Regions from separate parts of the Sus scrofa genome. Here region 2 is linked to region 1. Evidence: chromatin contacts called from public HiChIP or PLAC-seq data. All regions are on one chromosome and are shown on one strand. The core of a region is the stretch at or near the end of the contact, and the rest is flanking DNA. Distances in the headings are between cores, read along the strand shown. Region 1 overlaps ANKUB1 (protein ANKUB1). Region 2 overlaps RNF13 (E3 ubiquitin-protein ligase RNF13).

Region 1 (6,766 bases), core at 100-2,599:
GCTGTCCTCCCTGGTGGCATCTCTGCTGTCTTATTCTAGCAAATATGTCAGTAACAGTGTTTAAGGGGAACTTGCATGGAGCAGCACCTCGGCTGTAGAGCGAATGGCAGAGTCAAGTTCCTATGAAAGGTTAGTAAAATTAATTAGTTTAGCATTTGCTTTATCTCCGTACTTCAGTACTGGTCCTTCATTTGATAAATAGCGTTGGACTTTAAGTGTTTGTCCAAGGAGACAGCCCATCAGAAATTCCTTCCATCCATCCCAGACGTCCAAGCGAAGTGTCGTACCTGTGGATAAAGAGAGATGGGGATGGTTCCAGTCCATCACTGGGGCTCAGCGATCATAAAACTTCTAATGACAGCTTTCTCTAAATAGGCATGAGCGAGATGCCAAATGAAAAGTACCTTGGAACGAAGACACAGGGCTACTATCTTTAGCTTAGGCCCATATTGACTTGGAAAAGCCCGTTAGCTTCTGTGCACTTACATTTTCTCATCTGTACTGTGAAAGCATACAGTGCTGAACTGTTTTCTGTAGCTCTCTTAAGATAGTCCTGTTGACACTGAGTCCATGCTGATCTATACATCACCATGTAAACGAAAGCTATCATGTTGGAAGAGAAACTTAAGAAATTGTGGCAGGACATGTGGGTTTGTTTCTTGGGCCTTGATCTTATGAGTAGGCTGTGGGTAGAGGTGAATAACCCTTTTGTTCTGTCCTTCACAAAATAGAGCCATTCTGTGTTACAAAACAAAAAGTAAAGTGTTTGTGCTGCTGGAGGATTTACCACTTGCTCCTCAAAAGCCTACTGTGGTTTTGTGACTATATCCACTTTGTCGTTCAGGCTAGTGCTTCCCAGGAATCTTTCCTCAGGCTTCTGTTCTTCTCACTCTACTTGTTCCCTCAGGATAAAAGCCAGTCTCCTCCCCATCTGGCCTGCTCTGACTTCTCTCCCACTCTGACCTTTCACCTGTCCTTTAGACATACCAAGTCCACTCCCATCTGAGGACCTAAAGATTGATAAGTTCTTTTGCTTCAAAGGGTCTTTATCCAGATTTTCACAGGGCAGTGTCCTTCTTACTCAGCTTTCTTCAAATTTCTTGTCCTCACGGAGAACCCTCTGGGCCACCATGGCTAAAGCAGTCTCTGTCCCCACACTCTCCTCCCCTCCAATACTCTGTGCCATGACGTTATTTTAACTTCTTCTTAAACCCTGTCATCAACACTTGAAATCATTTTACTTGTTTGGAGATTTTTTTTTCATGACTCACTGAAAAGGAAGCTCCTTTAGGACTTGCCACACCGCCTGGCACTTGCTGAGAGCTCACTGTGTACTTGTTGACTGACTAACAGGCAACCTCAGTGAGACTGATGGCTTCATTGATCATCCATGTTCCACTTACTCCCAAGTCCAAACTGCAGCCAGGCCTCTGCTCCAGCTTCAGATACCCCTGCTGCGGCCATCATCATCCAAGGGATCACACCAGGACCCCTCTGTCTGAAGGACAGCTTGTCACCTTTCATCCCAACCTGCTATCCCTCATGCATTCTGTGTCTCAGTTTATGACAGCACTACCTTCCTTCCTTGCTACCTAAGTTAGAAATCTGGGAGTTCTTCATTCCTTCCTTTCTTACACCCACAATATCATTACAGTCGCTAAGGCCTGACAAGTTTATTTGTAAATGTTGAACTGTTTCCTCACCTCCATCTCTTCCAGCCCCACCCTATTTCAGGCCTAGATAATCTCTCACCTAAATCTACTTTGAGAAGCTCCCAAGATCCTCCTCCATGTCTTTTTTCAGGATTCTATTCCATTGTCTTCTTCTCTTCTGGTTAACTGCCTACAGTAACCTCTCCCCACCTTGCCACACCACTCTCTATCCCCTTATCCTGCTTTATTTGACTTTGTAGTTCTTAATTCTATTTAAAACTCAATATTTTTTTCTGCTTACTGGACGATGCTTGCCTTTTCCACTGAAATGCAAGCTTCAAGAGAGGGTGGGAACCTTGATACTCTTGCTCACAGCTGTGTGTATGCTTTCCCCAATGGTGCTTGGCTCATGGTGGATGCTCAGCAAGTACTTGTTGAATGAAGTTCTGTCCCACTTTTCAAACCCATTCTGGCCATCTGCTGATTATAATTCCTAGAAGCCCAGGAGGCTGACCTGCACTTCTGTGTACATCCCAGGCTGTTTCTGGAGCATCTTCTTTTGTTGCCCTTTCTGTTTGAATTCCTTAGACTTCTCCCTCATACCCTCCTACCAAGCTGATGCAACGCTGGTGTCACCCCCTCCAAGGAGCCCTCCCAGAATACACCATACTCTCACCTCTCCAAATAAGTTAAAGAACTGCACAACTGATTGCTGTAAAATACTTTGAAACTCGTCATTACTGAAAATACATTTGTTTTGGAATTGCTGGTTTATAACCACTAGGCAAGAACTCTTTGAGCCCAAGCATTATGCCTCATCCAGTCTGTGGGCTTTGTTTTAGTTATGCTCTCAAGGAGACCCTCAAGAAAATGGGGCTTATCATATTGAGACGATGGCAGGATCTGGTGTGCATTAGAAATCAAGACACCTCTCAAGATGAGTCACTCCCCATCTCTCCCATGGGCACCAGGATCTCCCTCTCTCATGAAATTTAGGTCTCTTCGTATGTTTTCTCCCTTTCTCTACTGACAGGCTTCCCTGCTTACTTACAATTTCTGTCCTATCATAGCTTTGGTATGTGTGCAATTTGAGTTTGCCATGACCCAACCTGACCTCATTGACGCTTTTCATTTTCCTCCCCAACTGATAACCATTTTTGTCTCTCTATCTTTCCGAACTTGAATTCATAAGACTAGTAATTAATAATAATAATAACACTTTGAATATGAGTAACTAACATTCATTAAATATTATATGCTCTGCATTTTCTAAGTACTTTACATGAATAAGCTAATTTAAAATTTACAACAACCCTAAGTGATGGGTTGTATTATTGTCTCCATTTGAGAACAGAGGAAATTGAAGCACCATAGGATTAAGTAACTTCCCCGGGTTTTATATAACCAGTAAGTAGTGGAACCAGGAGTTAGACCTGGATGGTCTGGTTCTTGGGCCCATATTCCTGTCCTCTGTGTTATACTCATTTCCACATGAGAATCTAATTCCCTCAGCTGTGAGAGCTGATTTCATTGGCCAGCCTAAGGATTGGCTGCCTTTGAATCAATATGATGGCCCTAGCAGTTGCATGCCAAAGTTGTTATAGGACAGTGGGTGACTTGGCTTCTCCATGCGTATTCTCAGACTTAGGTTCATAATAAATACTTGCAGGTGAGAGGAAGGAAGACAGGAGGGATATTGTAACAGCAGTAATCTTAGAGTCACAGAAGGCTGAAGATAAAAAGATTCTAAAAGACTAGCCCACTCCATTGTCCCTTTCATAGACTAGGAAGTTACTCAGCAAGCTGGGAGTAGAATTTGACCTGGAATTTTTGTCCCTAGCCCTCTTTCTAATGCTTAGAAAGCCTCCTCCTTTCAGATTCCTTTCTCTTTCTTTCCTTTCTGCTTTTCTGATCTTTCCCTTTCTTCCTCCACTGCACAGGTAGACATAACACCACGTATATGTTCTCTCTGCTGATCCCTCCCTTTCTGGATGCCTTAAGTTACAACCTATAATCTTGAAATGGGGCTCTTCTTCTGTTACTTTTGACTCTGGCTTTGGATTTCTTGGTCTTGGCCTCACTGTCTTTTGTGGGTTGATTCCTGTTTGCTGTACTTTTACTCACAGAGCCTGATCTGCATTATTGCCCTCATGCCCCTAATCCACTTCAACCATCATAAATCTGGCCTTAGCCAGGAGAAATCACTCTTTTTTAAAAAAATTATGTATTTTTAAAAATTTATTATTATTTTATTTTTATGGCCACACCCATGAAAATTCCCAGGCCAGGGATCATATCCGAGCTGCAACTGTGACCTCTGCCACAGCTGCAGCAACACCAGATGCTTTAACCCACTGTGCCGGGATCAAACCTGAGCCTCCACTGCACCACAGGAGGAACTCCTGAGAATTCACTCTTTTTGCTGGGAGAATTATGGAATTATTCTGTAGAGACCAAGTAGCAGTTCTGCAAATATTCTAGAAATGCCCTGATAAACATTTTCTAAAACATAAATCATCCTTGACATGACAGATTTAGCCTCTCTAAAGCTTCTTGCGTACTTAAACCTCCTCCCCCACCCCTCGGCTGTGCCTGTGGCGTGCAGAGGGAGGCCAGGGATTGAATCCGAGCCACAGCAGTGATGATGCTGAGTCCTTAACCAGGTCACCAGGGAACACCAAACTTTTTTTCATAAAATGTTTGATTTCTCTGCATATGAAGGAAAACAAAAGATTTCAAACACTGGGCCAAGAGCATTTATTTCATCTCCTGTCTTAAAAGGCTTGCTATGACAGGACTCAGCTCTTGGAACTGTCTCTCAGATGTGGTGTGCTCAGTCTGACCGTGAATACATGCCATAGATATTCACAGTGAAAAGTACCAACAGCATCATTCGGTAAAGGAAAGATACCCATTCATTCACTCATTTGTTCAGGTACACCTTGTTCCAAAAAGAATTAATGTCAGTTTATGATCATATGTAAAATACAGAGAGAATAATAGGCAGACGAGCACATAGATAAACAAGAAGAAAGCAAAAAAACAGGATGGAGATAAAAGAACTAGAAATGGGGCTAAAGTGGACATCTGTCCTGTATAAACTGACACAAGAAAAGGTGTGTGTGCATGTTGTGTGTATTTTGGACCTATATGGTGTGTCACTCAACCTCAAGTCACAAAATTACAACTTTGCAAGTATCAGGGGATGTTTAGCTTTGATAAATTCATGACATGTTAATTTTTAAACATTCTACCACCAAAAAAAGCTCATTATCACCTTATAACTTATCTTTTTCTTAACCCCTACAACCTTTCTGTCTCCATCCACTTTATTAAAACCGCTCTCTCTGAGCTCACCAATGACCTTTAAACCAATTCAAAAGGTTTTTCTCAGACACTGTCTTTGGCCTTTTACCAGCATCCTGCAAACAGTCTCTTCTTCGTCATATGTGACAATGCAAAGTCCTTGTTTTCCTCCCAACTCTGACATATTTCCATGTCTCATTTTCTGACTCCTCTTCTGTCTACTTACCCTGACTTCAGCACATCCTGAGTACTGGCTCTTGGCCCTTGACAAGTCCCTCTCTGTATTTACTCTTAAGGAAAGCACCTCCGCAGGAATTTACTCCCATCTCCATGGGAGGAATGTCTACATCAGTATCTCTAACCCAACCCATCACTCAAGCCCTAGCTCCATGTTTGCTATGGAAGAGAATTAGAAGATCTCAGTTGTACTTACAGCTTTGCCACTAACTAGCTGAATAATTTTCAGAAAAAAAAAATGTACTCTGAATTTCCTTCTGTGTAAAATTTAAGGCCCTAAGCATAAGCTCCTTTTCCTGGTTTCACCACTCCTGTCCTAGTGTCAGAGCCTTGGAATTTTCCTCTTCTTAGATGTGGCCTGGCATGACCTTCTGTCTCTTTCTCAGGAGTGTCTCAGATCTGTTTTTGCCATTGCTAGAGGAATTAGTTAATGCTGGGATTATCAAAAGCTCCAGTTAGCATATCATCCTGCTTCCAGTCTCTCCTCACTCCTTTCTAGGGTGCTTAATGTTGCTTGTCATCATATTAAACGTCTATTGAAACATTCCTGTTCCAGAAATGTACATTGTACATGGCTCTGGTTGCAAGCACATGAAGCCTGTGCTTTGTTGCCTTACCCCTAAGGCCCTCCTCAGTCTGACCTCTGCTGTGATTCCCAGTGGCCTCAGTGACACTTGTCCACTATTCAGAACCACCTCCTGCTCTCTGTCTTCCCTGGGTTAAATCCATGTTCGGCATCCTGTGGCTCCTCTTTTCTCCTAGCCCAGAAGCGTGGGTGTCTTCCCTTCCTCCTCTCAGATGATCCATATTTCCTACATCTTTGTGTCCTTAAGAGTTCTTTAGAAGTCATCCCTTGAACCCTTCAGCCTACAGTGAGCTGGCTTCATGGATTCGTAAATGTGCATGCCTTGTTTCTTCCACCTTACCATAAATGCCTGGAGTGCAGAGGCAGTTTTGTTATGTTACTGTATGAGCTAGTATGTGCAGTGACTAATTGAAATACTTAAATCTTTGCTTTTCAATCCAAACTTGACTGCTTCTCCAAAATCTTCTGATTTTTTCCATTGCCTTTGGAAAGGGGTCAAGATTCAACTCCTGACAGCATCAGGGATGACTCATTGACTGGAAAGAGGAGAACCTGGAAGAGAGGCTGATCAAAGACCCCTTTACCCTGTATTTTACTTAAAAAAAATTTCTTTTGGGGGGGGTGTACCTACGGCATATGGAGTTTCCCAGGCTAGGGGTCAAATTGGAGCTGTAGCTGCCAGCCTACACCACAGCCAGAGCAATGAGGGATCTGAGCCGTGTCTGCAACCTACACCACAGCTCACAGTAATGCTGGATCCTTAACCCACTGAGCAAAGCCAGGGATTGAACCCTCATCCTCATGGATACTAGTCGGGTTCGTTAACCACTTTGCCATCATGGGAACTCCTACCCTGTAGTTTTATTTATTTATTTATTTTTGTCTCTTTAGGGCTACACCCACAGCATATGGAGGTTCCCAGGCTAGGGGTCTAATCAGAGCTGTTGCTGCCAGCCTACGCCACAGCCACTGCAACGCAGGATCC
Region 2 (6,557 bases), core at 2,763-5,262, 110 kb after region 1:
AGTATTCCAAAGTATTTCAAGTATTCAAAACTATGTTGTATATATATTTGCCTACCCAGTTGTCATTTTATTTGACCAGTATGCAAATTATCTAATCCTTCATTTTTACCAAATGGTCCAAAGGTGATAGAGTAAGAAGGTTAAGCTGTGGTGTAGGTCATGGATGTGGCTCAGATCTGGCATTGGCTGTGGTTGTGGCATAAGCCAGCAACTACAGCTCTGATTTGACCCCTGGCCTGGAAACTTCCATGGCTGAGAGTGCAGCCCTAAAAAGGCAAAAATAAATAAATAAATAAAGTTGGGGAAACAGGATCAAGGAAGAAAAAGACTTTGCCCAAGTTTATCCTGCTAATAAATGGTGGCGGTAGATTTGAGTTCTCAAGGGCTGATGACTCTTGAGCCTGATCACGGCAAGTCTCTTTACCTCTTTAGAGCTAGACAGTTTTATTGCTTTGGATCCTTTTGGTATGGGAGGTTTTCCCTCTATCCTTTATTTGCTTTTCATTTCACTTAATACTGTGAATGAAATCAAGAAGATAGCTAAAAAAGTTGTTGATAATCAATTGTAAAATGTCAATTATGTTTCATGAACACGTTGAAATCTCTTCAAATAACTAGTCCTAGTTGAATGGTATGGACTTGTTGATTTATGTTTGTTGAAATTAAGGGACCTTATGACAAAGCATTTTCTTCCTCATATCATGACTGTTTTCTGACTTGCAGGTTTTAAATGCACAGAGAGCAGGGTACAAAGCAGCCATAGTTCACAATGTTGATTCTGATGACCTCATTAGCATGGGATCCAACGACAGTAAGTACAGGTATCACTTTTCTTCTCTCCTGTTTAACCAACCATTCAAAACTAAACTTAACAGAATTTCTATTCTTTCATTTTCTGTTTAAAAAGCAAAATTTCTTCTCTATCAGAAAGATAATTCCCAATTTTTAATCCTCTTGGAACAGTTTTGTTCACAGTAGAAATGGAATCGATTTATTCTTTTCTGAACAGCTAGTTTTGTTTTTGTTTTTACCTATGTGTTTCATTTTGTTGAATGTGTTTATATTGTGGTGAAAACCAAAGTTTTAAATAGAGATAAACATTGAGTTAAAGATGCCATAGGAGAATTTTTGTGATTTATTTAGAGATTCACAATGTTAAATTTTAGGATATGCAGAAATACTAAGTAGCTGCTGCATTCTTGTGGAATTTCAAAGCCATGTACTTGTGTTCTCTTATACCAGTTTATTATTAGCTCCTTAGCAAACACTGGCATGCCTTTAGGTAGGTTTTCATTCAAAATGAGAATATATTGCTTTATTCTCTGCTAAATATTAGCTTGTAGGGAAAATGAGCCAATTTTAATAAAATAACTGACTTATTTTATTACAGACTGATTACAGACTGATTTTTAAACTGTATGCTTAATTTAGAGATAGTGATAAAGGTGTCTTTTATTATATTAATGAGGCCACTTTGAGACCCCACTAAAGGATGGGGCTGGCTGTTAGAACTAACCAGGTGATTAGAAGATTGGAACTTTCAGTCCTACCCTTGACCTTAGGAAAGGGGTAAAGGACTGGACATTGAATGATCCCCAGTGGCCAGTGATTTAATCAGTCATGCCTATGTAATGAAGCCTCCATAAACACCCAAAAGGATAGGTTCCAAGTTTCCAGGTTGGTGGAAGCGTGGAGATGCAAGGACAATTGCACTCCTGGAGAAGGCATGAAACTTCCACACCCTTTCCCATATACCTTGCCCTATATATCTCTTTCATCTGGTTGTTCATGAGTTATATCCTTTCATAATAAACTGGTAATCTAGTAAATAAAATGTTTCGTTGAGTTCAGTGAGCTGCTTTAGTAAATTAATTGAATCCATGAGGTAGAGGTTTTTGGAACCACCAGTCTATAGTTGGTGGGTCAGAAGCACAGATGACAACTTAGATTTGCAACTGGCATCTGAAGTGGCGGATGGAGATTCTTGTGAGAGCAGACCCTTAACCTGTGGAATCGGATGCTATCTTGGGGTAGATAATGTCAGAATTGAGTTGAGTTGTTTGATGGTGTGGGGAAGATCCCCATGCACATTGGCAGCTGGGTTCAGAACCCAAAATACACTGAATATACTGCCAACATTCATGATTAAGTATTTTATTTTTGTTTTTCTTTTAGTACCAAACAGTAATACCCCTTGTTATTAAGTTGCATTGAGTTACATATGCAAGAAAGACTTTGGAGTGAAGAGCAGACCTAAAGTTATGGGCTGATACACTCCATTGGAATGTATTTAGGACTTTAAATAACTACAGCCTCAATAGGAAGTATTTTGGATTCCCTGACCAAAAAAATCTTTTTATAGAATGAGGCAGTATTTTTTGTTGTTGAGTTAGGGAACTCTTTTCCTTCTTACCTCTGATATAATCTGGGGCAAAATTACAGCATAAAAAAAGCAAAACTTAGTAATAATTACTTTATGTTTTAAATTATTATTTTAATCTTAGCTCATTAAATCCTAATTATAGAATGCATGAAGTACCCTAAAGAGATTCTGGAATTTCACAAAATGTTTGACAACCACTGCTTAGCAATTAGAGGAATTAATGAAGGGATTTTACTTACTAAATAATCTAGTATTGTTGGTACTACAGATGACACATTTTTCTTCTCTTCTTTTAATTATCTCAAAAAAATTATTACCCCACATGATACTTTCCTGGTTAGACAGTTTTGAGACTTGTGTACATTACTGGCAAAATGGAAATCAAGCACATTCTAGATATAGGCCTAAATTCAGATCTAAGCTCTTACTTGTATTGGCTGTATAATTTTGAGCAAGTTACTCTTTGTGTGTTTTGCTGAAGGCCTGGGCCTGGGGTTTAACAATCCTCAAGACCTTCTCAATAGTTTAGTGTTGAATAAAATGATTAGCATTTGTAAACTATTTATTCTTTTGACATACCCTTACTAACAGTTTTGCAGGCTGGAAGTGTCAGTTCCCTTTAGCATCTGTTTTCTTTGTAATAAAACCTTTTTTTTTTTTTTGTGGTAATCATGTGAGTTCCTAGGGAATGCGTGCTAAATATCAAAAGTGGCGCACAATCATAAAATCCTTTGTTTGCTATGGAAATGTTCCACCTGAAGTTATTACGTTTCAAAGATTGCTCAGAATTTTGTTCTTTATTGCTTGGATTACTTTCTGTGAAATTTTGCTCTGTCCTTGAGTATGTGTGTGTTTGAACAATTCATATATCCAACACATGTTGTAAAGATCTTTACCACTTTCATCTTTGCTGTTACTTCATAGAGGAAAGGAAAATCTGGGTTTATTAAAAGAGGCATGTATCTATCCCTCTTTTTAGGCTTAGGCATAGCTACAAGGAATGTTGCATGTGTTCTTCTAAGAGGAGAGGTTCTAATATCTGGAAACAAAAGGAAGTTTTGAAAGTCCCTTGTTGCCAACATTTCATACAGGAATGTGTCTGTTTTTATTTCAGCTGGGACATAGGATGGGTTAACTCAGTAAGCCAGTTATATTTGTCATCTTCAGGAGGCAGCAGAATGTGGTGGGGAAAACACAAACTTCAAGACCAGGAAATGTGAGTTTATTCCAGGCTGTTGATATATGAACTGACTTGTGATGCTGGAAAAGTTTCTACCCTTTCCAAGCCCTTTATTTTAATCTGTAGCAGTGTAAATTAATTTTAATTTTTATTTGACCTGACAAGGTTGTGAAGATTACATGAGAGCAGATATATGATAATACCGTGCCATGGCAGGGGGGAAAGAACCTAGATGAGGAGTCAGAGCCTCAAATTTGTCTATGCTGTGCAAATTCCTCACTGTATAATCAGGACAAGTTGTCAATATGTCTGAGTTTGTTTATTCTCCTTTTTTTCTTTGCTTTCTTCCTTCAACAAATGTATTTTGACAGCCTACTCTGCAGTAAGCAGTGCTTTAAGCATCCTGACAGCAGCAGGAAATGATACATTTTTGAGGCTCTGCTTGTACTTTTCATTGAGGAAGCAGAATGCAGTAGTTGAGAATGTGGTTTCTGAGTACTGCTTTACAAGAATTGAATCTCATTGCCACCACCTGCCGGTTGTATGACCTTGGGAACATTACCTAACATGTATGTGCCTCACTTTTCTGATCTGTAAAATGGGGATGATGATAGTACTTAATTCATTGGCTTATTGTTTACAACATATAAAACATCTGGTTCTTGGTAGTAATTTAATGGTTATTTAGCTGCTATTATTATTGCTTCAGTTATTATTATTATTGTATTCCAGAATGGGAGAGAGGAAATGAACACGTAATCAAAGAGTTATGTTTGTCAAGTAGTGGTAAGTGCTATGTAGAGGACATGCCACGTTAGAGGGATGCGGAGTGACAGGGATGAGAGGAGGATGGCTATTTTAGAGAGGGTGATCAGAGAAGGTATCTATGAGGCTTTGACATTTGAGCATAGGTCTAAAGTGAGAGACTCAGCCAGGCAGATTTCTGAAGGATATTTCAAGGAAAGGGAACAGCCAGCAAATGCAAAGGCATAAAGGTAGAGCATACCTGGCATTTTCAAGGTGTGGGAGAAAACCCCAGTAGCTGCAGTAGAATGAACAGGGGAGAGAGAGTTGCAGGGATAATGTTAGAGAGGGAGCCAGGGACTAGATTGTGTTGGGTCTTGTAGGACTTTGGAATATTTTCTGCAGTGGTTTTAAACAGAGGTGAGGTGGGATAATCTGACAGATTTTAAAAGGATCATTTTGGTTGTTCTTTGGAGAAATGGACTGAAGGTGAAATATGGGCAAGAGTGCCAATTAAGAGACCAGTTAGAACATTGTTGCAGCAGCCATGCAAGAGTTGATGGTTGTTTGGATTATTAGAAGTGACTGTGATGGGAAGTGATAGAATTATGGGTATATTTGAAGTTGATGGAGTTTGATATGAGGAATAAAGGAAAGGGAAGAGTCAAGGAGAACTCTAAGATGTTTAACCTTGAGAAACTGGGTGGATAGTTATGCTGTTTACAGAAATGAGGAAGAGCAGGGGTAGAATAAAGGAAAAGAGATATTGAGAATTTCATTTGAGGAGTTCCCGTCATGGCGCAGTGGTTAACGAATCCGACTAGGAACCATGAGGTTGCGGGTTCGGTCCCTGCCCTTGCTCAGTGGGTTAACGATCCGGCGTTGCCGTGAGCTGTGGTGTAGGTTGCAGACGCGGCTGGGATCCCGCGTTGCTGTGGCTCTGGCGTAGGCCGGTGGCTATGGCTCCGATTCGACCCCTAGCCTGGGAACCTCCATATGCCGTGGGAGCGGCCCAAGAAACAGCAACAACAACAACAAAAAGACAAAAGACCAAAAAAAAAAAAAAAAAAAAGAATTTCATTTGATAAACATTAAGTTTGAAACATGTTAGGCAATCCAACAGAGATATTGAATAGGCAATTGCTTATATGAATCTGGAGAGGCTGGGGTTAGCCATTTAAATTATAATCTGTCTATGATATGGATAATATATTTGGCACATATACTTCACAGAATTGTGCATCAGAATTAAAATTCAGCATTTAAAAAATATTTCGTGAACTAAAATGTTTGGTTTTGTTTTCAGTAGATAAGTGATGTTGCAGAGTCTCTAAGGTGGCTATTCTGTTCTTATTTGTGTACATCATTTCCCCCTCTTCTTAATCTTCTGACTAAAGTGAGGAGCTTTTTACATCTCATTAGATACCAAAACTCAAGGAAGTTATGTTACTTCCAATATTATAAGTCAGTAGTTAGAAGCCAAAATTTTCTCCTTGAGTTTATCAGAGTATCTCCATGAAAGAGTGAAACATTTTAAAAAGGGTATATAGTTCCAAGTTTTAATTATCAAGTTTTAAACTGATATTTGAAAGAGAAAAATCTTTTAGCACAGTAGAACATATCTCCCTAAAATATATATGATTATATAATGGTACCTCTGCAGCTATTAAAAATGATGAGATAGATATTTATTTATTGGAATGACAGGATACCACTGAGTGGGAAAAAGCCTGCATTTTTTTCCCTTGCATGATCCCATTAATACAAAAATTTAAGTTTTTATTGATCTGCATAAAGATAGTGATTACATACTCCTTTACTAACCATTTTGGGTTCTTCCCTCCTGGGGGTTTATATGATATGGGTGTGTGTGTGTGAGAGAGAGAGAGGGAATGTGTGGAATGAATAATTTTATTTGCATAAATCAAAACAGTCTGAAAGTGAAAAAAAATGTACTAAGGATACTAAGATTTTAAAACTTTAAAACTTGTCTTTATAAGAATTAAAGAGGGAGTTCCCCTTGTGGTGCAGTGGAAGTGAATCCAGCTAGGAACCATGAGATCACAGGTTTGGTCCCTGGCCTTGCTCAGTGGGTTAAGGATCCAGCGTTGCTGTGAGCTGTGGTGTAGGTTGCAGACGCGTCTCGGATCCTGCGTTGCTGTGGCTGTGGTGTAGGCTGGCAGCTCCAGCTCCAGTTAGACCCCTAGCCTGGGAACCTCCATATGCCATGGGTGCAGCCCTAGAAGAGAC

Evidence for each region. HiChIP or PLAC-seq counts read pairs in DNA pulled down with a chosen protein or histone mark.
Region 2: a contact with region 1 is called in an H3K27ac HiChIP or PLAC-seq map of alveolar macrophages, with 4 times the contacts expected there. The contact joins two enhancer-like sites. A contact is called at or near these places in 1 of 5 promoter capture datasets (liver), 8 of 47 Hi-C or Micro-C datasets (alveolar macrophages, blood, embryonic fibroblasts and 3 more) and 1 of 2 datasets of contacts at active chromatin or transcription factors (alveolar macrophages).

Annotation. Positions count from the first base shown.
Region 1 is chr13:89,992,967-89,999,732 of Sscrofa11.1, forward strand. It overlaps ANKUB1 (protein ANKUB1), which reads right to left. Exons shown (of 6, transcript XM_005654029.3): 4 at 173-287. Among named protein-coding and RNA genes, the nearest start is that of ANKUB1, 17 kb to the right of the region's middle. Within about 2 kb of position 1,350, at least 14 of the 83 cell types and tissues checked have an H3K27ac peak or open chromatin away from gene starts, as enhancers often do. A contact at or near this core is called in alveolar macrophages, where this site is marked.
Region 2 is chr13:90,100,814-90,107,370 of Sscrofa11.1, forward strand. It overlaps RNF13 (E3 ubiquitin-protein ligase RNF13), which reads left to right. Exons shown (of 9, transcript XM_013980793.2): 4 at 724-811. Among named protein-coding and RNA genes, the nearest start is that of RNF13, 69 kb to the left of the region's middle. Within about 2 kb of position 4,013, at least 5 of the 83 cell types and tissues checked have an H3K27ac peak or open chromatin away from gene starts, as enhancers often do. A contact at or near this core is called in alveolar macrophages, where this site is marked.